Linked DNA regions of Danio rerio: region 1 is linked to region 2. A link is a contact called in public HiCAR-type data. All regions are on one chromosome and are shown on one strand. Each heading gives the region's core, a stretch centred on a gene start, on an enhancer-like site or on the middle of the called end of the contact. The rest is flanking DNA. Distances are from core to core; before and after follow the strand shown. Region 1 holds the start of oaz1b (ornithine decarboxylase antizyme 1b). Region 2 holds the start of tmem38b (transmembrane protein 38B).

What was found. HiCAR-type assays count read pairs that join an accessible place to other places.
Region 1: a contact with region 2 is called in a HiCAR-type map of caudal fin, with 5 times the contacts expected there. The contact joins the promoter of oaz1b here to the promoter of tmem38b in region 2. A contact is called at or near these places in 2 of 4 datasets of contacts at active chromatin or transcription factors (caudal fin and embryo).

The regions. Positions count from the first base shown.
Region 1 is chr21:877,572-884,764 of GRCz12tu, forward strand. oaz1b (ornithine decarboxylase antizyme 1b) reads left to right here and starts at 5,077. Exons shown (of 5, transcript NM_194432.3): 1 at 5,077-5,291. The coding sequence starts at 5,164.
Region 2 is chr21:767,842-774,187 of GRCz12tu, forward strand. It overlaps tmem38b (transmembrane protein 38B), which reads right to left and starts at 2,177. Exons shown (of 8, transcript NM_200176.1): 1 at 1,894-2,177. The coding sequence starts at 2,017. LOC141379934 (a long non-coding RNA gene) reads left to right here and starts at 4,000. Exons shown (of 4, transcript XR_012397024.1): 1 at 4,000-4,095.

The sequences.
Region 1 (7,193 bases), core at 3,827-6,326, 110 kb after region 2:
TTGATTTTCCTGTCAAGTAAAGCTGTAGCGGTATAATGTGCCTTACTTTTGTATTGTCCAGTAAAATAAGACCAAAATCATAAAATCTTTCTTAATTGTTTCGTCTTGTGTTCATTTCATTCTTAATTGTCTTTGAAAATCTTACATTTGCTTTAAAGTTAATGGTAATTTTCCCTTCTGTTTTCATATATGATAATGTTTAAGTGTCTTTTTCATAGTTTATAGTCATGTTAATGTAAGCTTTTATTATGATTTCTTATTTTATGTTTATTAAACAAATTTCATACCCAGATTGGATTTTTTTTTGTTCCTATAATGCTCATTTTATACTTGTGGAATGTCTGTATATGTTTTTTATTGAAGTTGTTTGCAATACTGTTTGTTTGTAATGTAGTCAAATGTTTACAAACATTTCAAAATCAAATCAAATCACTTTTATTGTCACATCAGCAGCAGCATGTGAGCTATGATGAGTGAAAAGCTTAGGTGCTGGCTCCAGACAGTTCAAAATACAGATACAGAGCAAATACAACACAGATAGTGCTTAATGATGTCAGAATTTACTGCTATTCTGGAATGGATGTGTGAACGGTCTTTCCCGGAAAAATTCCACAATGTCCTTGCCTGTGTGTGAACAGTGTCTACTTACTGGTAAAGTCGTTCTGGAAATTTTCCGGATGTTTACCGGTCTCCCTGTGTGAAAGGGGCTAATAACATTTAATAATCATATTTAACATTAATTTGGTATTTGAATACTTAATAACAGGGTGACATGGTGACACATTGGGTAGCACAATCACCTCACAGCAAGAAGGTCGCTGGTTCAAGTCCCGGCTTGGTCAGTTGGCATTTCTGTGTGGAGTTTGCATGTTCTCCCCGTGTTGGTGTTGGTTTCCTCCGGGTGCTACGGTTTCCTCCACAGTCCAAACACATGCGCTATAGGGGAATTGAAGTGTAAGGGTGTTTCCCAGTGATGGATTGCAGCAGGAAGGGCATCCGCTGTGTAAAACTTATGCTGGAATAGTTGGTGGTTCATTCCACTGTGGCGACCCCTGATGAATAAAGGAACTGAGCTAAAGGAAAATCACGTGAAATACTTAATGATCTAAACACTTGTGTAATGAAGTTAATAAAGGTTTACCCTAATTACCCTAGTGAAGCCTTTAAATGTCACTTAAAGCTGAACACTAGTGTCTTGAAGAATATCTAGTCTAATATTATGTGCTGTCATCATGGCAAAGAGAAAATAAATCCGTTATTAGGTGAAGTTTATTTCTAAACTAATTTCTTGAGGATCACGTGTTTATGATTGACCAAAGCTGGTCCCGCATTGGCTAACACATGATGCACCAATCGGATGATTCCTAACTCACTATAAATAGTCAGTTTGTGTTGAGAAGTCTCTCCTTTAAAGAGCACTTAAGAAATATTTTTCAAAGAACTACATTTACATTAAAATATGAATTAAAAGTAAAATATAATAGGAGGGCGAGTCATTTTTACCTTTGGCATGGATGATGTAAATAATGTGCAGCCAGAGATTTCATGATCTCAGTAACTCGTGCATGCTGAGTGATTACAGAGTAAGAATTGAGAGAATGCAGTAAAACCCTCAGTGTGTGTTCAGTGATGTGCAGATCGTGAGCTTTGTGACTAAATTACCTGTATATCATTTGCACCAGCAGTTTTTTAACCTCTGCACCAGCAGCAACACAGGGGAGATTTCAGGCCAGAGGAACCAGATGACTGCGTCATCAAAATATGCTGTTATTCTTCAAGTGTTTTATTTGCTTGTAGTCATGCTGATGATTCTCTGAGCTGCCTGTCTGAAAGTTAAACTAAGTTATTAAACTTTATTAAGGAGACTAAATTTCTGTCATCAGCCATCACTGGGAATCACCCATACACTTTTATTCACACACATACATACAGACAATTTCATTCATCTTCTTTTCGGCTTAGTCCCTTTATTAATCAAGGGTCTCCACAGCAGAATGAACCACCAACTTATCCAACATATGTTTTTTATACAGCGGATGCCTCTTCAACTGCAACCTGTCACTGGGAAACACCCATACACACTCATTCACACACACACTCCTACACTATGGTCAGTTTAGTTCATCAATTCCCCTATAGTGCATGTGTTTGGACTGTGGGGGAAACCGAGGAAACCCCCGCCAACATTGGGAGAACATGCAAACTCCACACAGAAACTTCAACTGACCCAGCCGAGACTTGAACCAGCAACATCCTGGCTGTGAGGCAATCTTGCTACCCACTGTGCCATTATTTTTTTATTATTATTGTTAATATATTGTATTCAAATGGCCAAATTCTTACTAAGGACAGTTGATTGTGCTGGGCAGTTTGTTATTTTCCTAATAAATGACAGCAGGCTGATATAGGATGCAACGAATATGTATTTTAAAAATAAGTATATTCACATTTCTTTATTCTAAATCTTTAGGAAATATTTTTGGTAGATCAAAAATTGTGGTTATGATGACCACATCACGACAAGCTGAAAATAGTGCTTAAAATGTCACTAAAATGCAGTAGTTAAATCTCATAACTAAATAGAAAATCAGGCAAATGTGTGCAAAATGTCCACTTTTTGAGAATAAAAAGAATCACCCCTTACACCAGGCTGGCTACGGGCCTGCTTTAGCCACAAACACACAATATATTATTATTACAATGGATAATACACAAACATTATAGGGGTACAGGCCCGTAGCCAGTGGGTGGTTCGGAAGACCCACTCCTCACTGACAAAGGTCCAGAATTTGTCCCATATATGAGCTCATTTGTCCTATTTTGACTGCTATGCCATCATAAATGGTGAATTGAAAAAGGATTTAAGACCAAGCGGAGTCCTCTGTTGTCTGTCGCTTCATTGAATAGCTGAAAGTGCAGTGTTGGCCAATGCTAACCAATATTTTCATTTGACAATCTGACGAAAGTGGTCATCTTTTGCTGCTGTATTGTTTTTAAACAGAGAAAACATTCTACAAGTAACCTTAATTCTAAATCTTGGACCTTATGCTTAAAACAGAAAAGGTGTGAAGGACCAAAAGTGGACCATATTGAAATTGATTTAAAAACCAAGTTGGCGATTGTTGTTATCCATTAATTTTCAAATGTACATTTTTTACAAGAGAGACTAGGAAAACTGTAAAGTTCTACATTATTATAATAATAATAATAATAATTATTATTATTATTATTATTATAACTACTATTACTACTACTTTTAATGTTTTATTTTTCTTTTCAAATAGTCAAACTAAGAAAAGTGCAATTTGTTATTTGGCTATTAAATGACAATAGACTACAGTTTCCAAATGTTTTTCTTTATGATATATGATGCAATAAATATGTATTTTAAAAATAAGTAGTATTTCAAATTTCTTTATTTAAATCTTTAGGAAATATTTTGTATCATACTTAAAATAGTGCTTAAAGTAGTGCTTAAATAGTGCTTAAAATGTCACTAAAATGGGCGAATAACTGCAGAAAGCTCCACTTTTTGAGAAAAAGAACCACTTCTTTAACCTGGCTGGCTACGGGCCAGGGATAGTTTACCACAAAAAAATGAAACTTGAACTATTTACACGCTATTTAAGTGGATATAAACCTTAATGAGGTTTTATTTCTAGTGTTAAATACTTAAGAAGATGTTTTGAAGAATGCTGGAAACCTGTAATCATTGACTTTGATAGTGGAAAAAACAAATACTATATGGCAGTCAATGGTTACAGGTTTCCAACTTTTTTCAAAATATCTTCTTTTGTGCTCAACGGAAGAAAAACTCAAACTTTGTAAGGAGAGAGGAAATGATGACAGAATATCATTGTTTTTTTTTTTTGGTGAACTGATATCAGACAGTACTGTGAAATCAGTTATATATCATCAAACTTAATAAAATCCATCCAATTCAAATGTCCTTATTACTGTCTTACACGTTGAAAAACACCATGCAATCTAATATAATAAACCTAGCAACAGTGCACATGCAGATCTCTTCATAAAGTGCAAGACATGAAAGATTAATCTCCTCTAAAGTTTCTTTTTGTGTGACCTGCAGATGCATAACGCAATCATAACACACACACACACAAACACTCACACCCTTCTTTCAAACGCAAATCTACATTCGCTTCCTCTCAGTAATTTTCCACTCTCAACAAACGCGTCTGTCGAGCCTACTATAGCGAAGGCGATCGGCTCATGAATATTAATGAGGCACGCGATTTGACTGGCTGAAGACGCTCTTCATGAATAATAATCATCTTTGTCACGTGACACTCACCACCCGGTCACGGTAAAGTCTAGATGGGATACAGCTGCGGACACTCACGTTAATAAAGCATGATTTTTGTAACACTGTATAACAATAATTCATATTTGTATATAACTATTAGGGTAGACGTCAATGAAATACGATATAATTGGTAATTTAATAAATAATAATCAGTATAATTACTATTTTTTAGAACTATGAATGTTGGCTTCAGAGTAGACGTGAATAAAATACAATTAATATTTAATTTAATAATTAATTCTCGTTTAATTCCGGCCGCAGCTGTATCCCTTCAAGAAACAGCCGCAATGCCCGGGTAAAGTCTAGATGGGATACAGCTGCGGATACATTAATATAGCATATTTTTTGTGACACGACTACAACAATAATTAATATTTTTACATGACCCTGGGGGTTTTAGGTAAGGGTAGATGTTTATAAATTCAAATTTAATGCGTTTTTTAATAAATAATATTACATTGCTATAAGGGTTGAGTTTAGGGTATATGTAAATAAAGTACTATTAACGGATAATTTGATAAATATTTATCGTAATGATTACTGTTTTAACATTACTATGAGGGTTTGGGAAGGGGAAGACGTTAATAAAAATACAACTAATTGGTAATTTAATAAGTAATACACATAATTCTCGTTAACTTTGGCCGCGGCTGTATCCCTTCTAGCGCTAAACTGTCACCGAAGGCAGCAATGGCAACCTCATGCATATTAATGAGCTCCGCCTTCGCCATAGTAGCGCGTTTGTGTTTTTGTGCGCGTCTCCGCCTCCGCGCTCCACAGACTCACTGCCGACAGCAGCCGAGCGCACAGGCCGCCGTGAAACCTCCCGAGGCCGGATGGTAAAATCCAACCTCCAGCGCATCCTAAACAGTCATTGCTTTGCCCGCGAAAAAGAAGGAAAGAAACAGTGCGAGAGCAGCATCATGGAGGCGCTCAGTTCCAGTATTACCGACAGGATGGCGAGGTGAGACGACAATCCTCTAAAAACAGCCCGTCAACACTCGACCACAGATAAAAACATGCTCGTTTCCGGTTTAACGACAGCATACGCTTATCACTTCGACACTTGTCGTCCTGAATAAGGGTTTAAAAACGGTTTAACGGTGGTCGGTTTCCTCTTGGGGCCTGTAGGCTAACGTTAATGCTAATGCTAACGGCATCTCTTCAGCATATCTGCGACAGCTCTTCAAATCCGCAAACATTCCACACACGAGCATCTAAACGCGTTAAAATCGCCCATCCATCAGTCATGTCGTGTTAACATGTCAAACTTTCATTCATTTCGGTTAAATCCTCTGCTTAGCATCTTCACAATCGAGCGTAGCCCTTTAAACGCGCGTTCACGAGGCCGCTTTGATCTCATAACGATTATACGCGAATTGCTGTATTGTAGATTAATATTAGATTATAAAGGCTCTTGTTCGGTTAAATTGTTTATAATGTGCTCATGTTGTGAGATTTGACGTCGAGGGCCTAGATTTTCACACGTACGTCACATTTTAAAACGCCGTGACGTCACCACATTCGAGGCTTTGATCGCGCCGACGCCACTTTCGGGTGTTAAAGGGGTGTTTCTCCTGATTTTGGCTTATTTTGGTTTTATTGCTAACAATCGAGCGTTATTTTCTGTTTGTCAAATTATTATTAAATCTATATAATTGTAGTCGTGGTTTTACTTTAAATGCATATTTAATATTTCACAGTAACCCATAGGAAAGTCGTGTATTATTTTCTGGAAGTGCAAAATTTTTGTTATGAAACGTCATGACGTCACCATTTTTTGGTTATTATTTTTTCACGTGACCTTGAACCGCATGTTTTTGTTGGTCTTTGTGTGTGAATGTGTGCTGATAGTGCTGATGTTTTCACTCATTAGTGTTTTTGTTAATACGTTAGTAAGAAATTACCGTTGTTCTGTCTGTTTTTCAGCTGTAGCTCTTAATTTCTCATTTTATTTTAAATAATTATTATTTTTATCCTGTTCTACACAGGATTTGTCCAGTCCAACATGTTCTACTATTTTATTTAAATTTGGCACTCACATAATCTATTTCTGATTTGCTTTATTATTGTGTTCACACATGATTGTTTTTAGAAGGATTTATAAATCTATATTGTGTGTATTTATTGTGTTTTGTATTGTCTGAATGACACAGATTGAAGAAAAAGAAACAAAATGCTATTGATTTTTTTTTTTAAATCTAAATAAATTGTTGCATAAAATACAGCAAGCTATTTTCAGGCATATTATAATGAACTAAAACCATAACATTGAAGAGTGGGAAGAGGGGGTGGATGTGCGACACGAAATTCCGGGAGACATAACAAAACGGGATATGAGTCTGAAATATACCGGGAAAAACGGGAGTGTTGGCTGGTGTGGACACAGCTCCCAACCGAACTTTGAGAATAGGTTAACGGTGATAAGAGTCTCGCGTTAACGCCAATAACAGATCACCACTAGATAATAATCCCTGGTTGCATTTTTTACGTTATAAAAATGACAGTGAAGTAAATCTTTTGGAAAGATCTAAAAACAAAATGCTTAAACACTCTTAAAAAAACACTTTGGAAATCACAAAAACTAAAAATAAAGACTAATAAAAACAACTAAAAGTGAATTAAATTTAATTGTAAATTAAATTTTAAAAGACTAAAATAAACTAATAAAATTATTTAAATTAACTGTAAATTTAAAAAAAGACTAAAATAAACTAATAAAATTATTTATATTAACTGTAAATTAAATAAAAAAGACTAAAATAAACTAATAAAATTATTTAAATTAATTGTAAATTAAATTTAAAGACTAAAATAAACTATTAAAATTATTTAAATTAACTGTAAATTAAATTTAAAAAGACTA
Region 2 (6,346 bases), core at 927-3,426:
GGCGTTGATGCTCAATTGGTACTAATGGACCCAAAGAAAATCTCCCCCACACCATTACACCACCACCACCAGCCTGAACCGCTGATACAAGGCAGGATGATCCATGCTTTCATGTTTTTGAGTCGAGCATCTGAATGTGTCAGCAGAAATGGAGACTCATCAGAGCAGCAACGTTTCTCCAATCTTCTATTGTCCAGTTTTGGTGAGTCTGTGTGAATTGTAGCCTCAGTTTCCTGTTCTTAGCTGACAGGAGCGGCACCCGGTGTGCTCTTCTGCTGCTGTAGCCCATCCGCCTCAAGGTTGGCCGTGTTGTGTGTTCTGTTCAGAGATGCTCTTCTGCAGAGCTCGGTTGTAGCGAGTGCTTATTTAAGTTACTGTTGCCTTTCTATCAGCTGGAACCAGTCTGGCCATTCTCCTCTGACCTCTGGCCTCATCAACAAGGCATTTGCGCCCACAGAACTGCCGCTCACTGGATATTCCCTCTTTGTCGGAGCATTCTCTGTAAACCTTTGAGATGGTTGCGCGTGAAAATCCCAGTAGATCAGCAGTTTCTGAAATACTTGGGAGCAAGAACCATGCCACGTTCAAAGTCACATAAATCCCCTTTCTTCCGCATTCTGATGCTCGCTTTGAACAGCAATAGATCGTCTTGACCATGTCTACATGCCTAAATGCATTGAGATGCTGCCATGTGATTGGCTGATTAGAAGTACAGGTGTACCTAATAAAGTGGCCGGTGAGTATGCCATTACAGCTGTAGTTGAATAAAATGCAACTCTTCACTTTTGAACAAATTGACACGGTGTGACGTGGTTCCTGTATTCTGTACCACACTATATTGAATATTGGGTTTGAAATTGCATGCAAGTTTGATGCCAAACAACATTAGCACAACTGAATAGACTGTAAACAATGCTGTACTTTGATAGTAATTGGCTGCTAATGTTATTTTCCCATTTAAAAGTTGCAAAGAATACTTTTCTAAAATTAAATTATTAATAAAGCATGAATGTGAGAATATAAAACTAACTTTACCCCAAATACATGATGGTCACTGCACACAAGAGCAAAGTGCATGTTTGGTTAATGCAAAACGACAAGCTAGACTGGTTTTCCCCACCCTGAGAGCGGTTGTATGCATGTGTAATCATCCTAGCCACTGCAGCAGAGTATTTACATGTTGAAACACACAGAGAACATTGACAGTGGGTTAATGATTAAATATTTATCTCCCCTTTGAATGCATGCAACTTCTGCTTTTCACTCTTTAAACACACTGACCTGCTCTAAAAGTCTAGAATCATCAGTCATAAACATGACTGTGAGAATTTAACACTCATTCTGTGTCCACAGCAATGCAAACGATGAGGAAAGCACTGATAAACAATGCCGCGCTGGACTGTTTATACACGTGTGCGCATGCGCGGCTCCTTCCCAGATTAACCGAAGTACTTATAAAACCGAATCAACCGTAGGATAAATACTTATAAAACTATATTAATGTCTTGTTATAGCATTGTTGTTTTGGTAAACTGAAATAAAACCACCTTTTATGTGTTAGATATGCCATATATTAAACATAAAATGTCGTTTTACTTAATTTTATCAATCAAAGTTCCTCTAACAAGTTTTATAGGTATTTACATGTAATATAGTTTTATAATTTGATTTTTCGTGAATATCATATACGCTATTGATGCCAAACGATAGCGTTTCAGATTACCAAACAAAATTGTATGCATAGTTACGAGTATTAGGACCACAAATATAAACAAAACTAATTAATAAGTGGCATTATAGCTGATAAGGGCTGGAGGTTTGTCGAAGTGACTCGGACTCTCTGAAGTGAATGAAAGGTGTGTGTTAAAGGGATTTAGTCGTGTTTATTCTTACCTGGCTGTTCCCTCAGACTCATCACGGATATAATATAATGTGCCATGTCGAAATACGGGAACATTGGCAGTTTTGACAGCCCAAATGCGAGCTCGTTCAGATTGAAGAACGCAAACACATCCATAACTGAGCCGCTTCAGTGTTCCGTCATGAACGCGCTTTAATCCTGTCGGCCGCGCGCCCGTGGACTCGGTTCAGGTTACCGGTGTGTTTGGATGTTTGGTTTTGGACGCTTGTAGTCTGCAGATGCTCCGACACAGAATGAATCCAGCTGATCAACAGCTGACTGGAGCGGTAACCGGATCCGCCGCCATTACTGCTGCGGATGCTGAGCGGGAACGCGCGCGCGCGCGCGCACAAGCCACAACTTCACTTTCACAACTATTTCAAAACAAAGCTCTAGCAAACACTAGCCTGACACGTTATATTCTTAGTGTGGTACATTGAAAGTGCTGTAGTTCGTGATTTATGATGGTATTTATTAAAGCATCGGGCTTTCATTATCTGATTTAGACAGATTTCAGTTTGCTCTAAATTATAAACACTAAATTAAATAAGTCTGTAGGTCCAAACTGACCCCCCATGTGACAATCAGATGCTGAATGTGTTAGCAGACTGAACAAGAGCATAATGGTGAGCCTAATTTTAATAATACATCGACAAATACACATATAACACAATAAATAATGCACAAATCGACCTTTTGAGAAAACAGATTGGTCACTTCAGGTACAGCAGGTTATTATCAGTGGTGTAAAGAAACTAATAGCAAATACTCAAATTAAGCAAGCTAGTTTATTTATATAGCACATTTCATACACAGTGGCAATTCAAAGAGCTATACATAAACAAGAATAAAAAAGAAGTATGAGAAAATTAAAAAACAAGCAATAAAAATGATTAAAAACTGATTAAAGTGTGTTAAAACATGTTTTAAAAGAATGAAAAAAGAACAAGTAAATGGGTTTACTTTTAAAATTTACTTTTAAAGTTTTTTTTTAATTAAACTACTGTAATGGAGTGGGTTTTCTCAGGAATTGTAACTTACTAAGTAGTTTTGAAAGATACTTTTTACTAGTGCATTTTACTGCAGTATTGGTACTTTACTCCACTACTGTCCTTCAACCTGCAGTCACTACTGTTTTTTCCTGTCTATGGGGATTACAAAAATCAGTTCTGTGATGCCTGACAAATCAAATCACACATAAAAGGTAAATCTCCTCATAATGAACTACAGTAAGACATGGGCGATTTATAAATGCAGCAAACTGTTTGGAAGCATTAAAAGTGTCCAAGGAGATGTCCAAAATCTTTACACGCATTGACCCAGAGACTGTTTAGATCAGAGATGCCCAAATAAGGGCCCCCGGGCCAAAGTTGGCCCATTGTAACCTTTGATTTGGCCCACCATCCCATCTGAGAAGAAAGTGAGAAGGATGGAGAGGCTTGGGACAAATGCCTTTAAAAGAGATCGTCATTTCTAATTTGACGCAACCTTTTTTGTTTGTTTTATTGTTAAGCTACAAAAAAAAAAAAAAAACCCTAACTAAAATGAAATGTTTCAAGTAAATGAATCTATTTCTTTTATGTAAACAATGTCACTTGACAGAAAACTATACAAAAGACATCAGTAAGCAAATCAAGGCAAAAACTAGTGTAACTCTCCATTCTGCTATGAATTAGATTTAGAAACAAAATAGTAAAACAAATATGCTGTATTAGTTCAAATAAAGCAATGTTTTCTAGTTATTTTTAAATATTATTAAATAAGTTAGGAGGTTTCGTCCTCCATACAGAAATGACCTTTTCCATAATAAGAAAATTACTAATTAAACCTATATTTAAACTAATCATTTATTAATTTAAATAAGTTATATTAGCCTACGTTAAATGTAATCAATAATTCTAGAGAGAGGCAGAAGTAAACGAGAGAACACTTGAAAAGGAGATGAATGTAAAGTAATAAATGTAAACTGAAGATGCTCGCTTGTTTTCCTCAGAGAGCGACACCTGCCGGACACACGGGTCACAGCGTGAGGAGTGGAGCCGCAGTTCTCGCGAGATTCCACGATGTGGCGCCGTTGTCAAACTTATCGCCATGGAAACAAAAAGAGCGGGATTTTGTCTAAAACAAACGATGTTCCAAACCAGCGGTATGCGAGATATAAATATAAATCAGTAGATAAAACACTGTATCTGTGGGTAAGTGCAGTAATTAATCTAACAGGGGCCTTTATTCTGGACACGGTAATCTAGTAAATGTGTCAAACTCAATGAATGTTGTTGAAGAAAGCTTTTGAAAATCTGTGGCGACTAAAGCTTGTGAAAATATGAGAAAAATGTCAGCTAATCAGACAATCTGAGCTGGGTAACTCGGCTAATTAACCATTAAACCACACAAATCCTGAATACTGAGGTGAAAAGGGTTAATCTGGTTAATTATAGTTGACTGGGTTTGGTTTAGGTGGTTTAGTTGCCCTGAACTGAGGCATTTTTAATAGTTACAGGCCTGTAGCCAGCCTGGGGTGAAAGAGATGGTTCTGTTTTCTCAAGATGTCGACCTTTTTGCAGTTATTCGCCTCATTTTTTATTTATTTAGGACAGTGTTTCTCAAAATAAGTACCACCTCAGAAAAAAATAGTTTCTCCAAGTACCACCATAATAAACGGTATTAAAATACAGTAGCGTTAGCGTAGTTGGCCCAGTAAAGCAGCTACAGCTCTGCACAGTTCAAAAATGAGTCACATTAATTCCTATTATTAAGAATATTTATTATTGTCAGCCACTTTAAACATTAGAAATAGTTTGCACATTAGCACTGTACTGTGCTTATACAGTTGAAGTCCGAATTATTAGCCCCCCTGAATTATTAGCGCCCGTTTATTTTTTCCCCAATTTCTGTTTAACGGAGGGAAGATTGTTTCAGCACATTTCTAAGAATAATAGTTTCAAAAACTTATTTCTATTAACTGATTTATTTTATCTTTGTCATGATGACAGTAAATAATATATTTTTTAAATATTTTTCAAGACACTTCTATACAGCTTAAAGTGACATTTAAAGGCCTCAGTAGGTTAATTAGGTTAACTTGGCAGGTTAGGGTAATTAGGCAAGTTATTGTATAATGATGGTTTGTTCTGAAGATTATCGGGGGGAAAATTAGCTTAAAGGGGCTAGTAATTTTGTCCCAAAAATGGGTTTTAAAAAATTAAAAACTTCTTTTATTCTTGCTAAAATAAAACAAATAAGACTTTCTCCAGAAGAACAAATATTATCAGACACACTGTGAACATTTCCTTGCTCTGTTAAAAATCATTTGGGAAAAATTTAAAAGAGAAAAAAAAAATCAAAGGGGGCGAATAATTCTGACTTGAATCAATCAATCAAGCCTTTATTTGTCACTGCACTTTCATATAGACTCAGAATTGTTTTATTTAAAAAAAAAACAACTTATTTTATGAAGAAATCTTATGTATTGTTTTTCACATATATATAAAAGTTTATATATAACACGTATATATAAAAGTTATATAAAATATTTATATATACACGTGTATATAAAAGTTTTTAGTGTTTTTATATTCTCAAATATGATCATCCCAGTGAAAAAAACACTGAAAAGGTACGTATCTGTATACTTGTATATGCATGAAAAACAAAATTTCATAGTTAATGCATTTAATAAATAACTTAGTTATATTTCCAAAAATATTTAGAATTATTTTATTTGTTTTTATGTTTGTTTTTTTAATATTTATTTATTTTATTACAAATTTTTTTTATTAAATTCCAGTATAATTCATATTTATCTATTTGTTTTATTTTCATTTTAAATCATTTACTCATTTAAATCTAATTTAATCATATTTTTGTGTGCTGTATTTATTTAGATTATTTTAATCCAGTGTGTATTTGCTTGTTTATATTAACAATTTGAATATAATATAATAATTCATATTATTTTAATTTTAATATTTAAATAATTTTTTGATTTATGCTCACTTTCAGGGGTTTTGAGGAATGATAAATATTTTTATAATTGTAATATATAATATAATGCAGCTAGAGAATTTTTGTTCAGAATTATAAGGTTGGGCAGCACGGTGGCTCGGTGGTTTGCACTGTGGCCTCACAGCAAGAAGGTCTCTGGTTTGAGTCCCGGCTGGGTCAGTTGGTGTTTCTGTGTGGAGTTTGCATGTTCTCCTCGTGTTGGCGTGGGTTTCCTCCGGGTGCTCCGGTTTCCCCCACAGTCCAAACACATGCGCTATAGGGGAACTGATCAACTAAACTGGCCCTAGTGTATGAGGGTGTGTGTGAATGAGTGTGTATGGGTGTTTCCCAGTAGTGGGTTGCAGCTGGAAAAGTGTCCGCTGTGTATGCTGGAATAGTTGGCGGTTCATTCCGCTGTGTTGACCCCTGATGAATAAGGACTAAGCTGAAGGGAAATGAAGT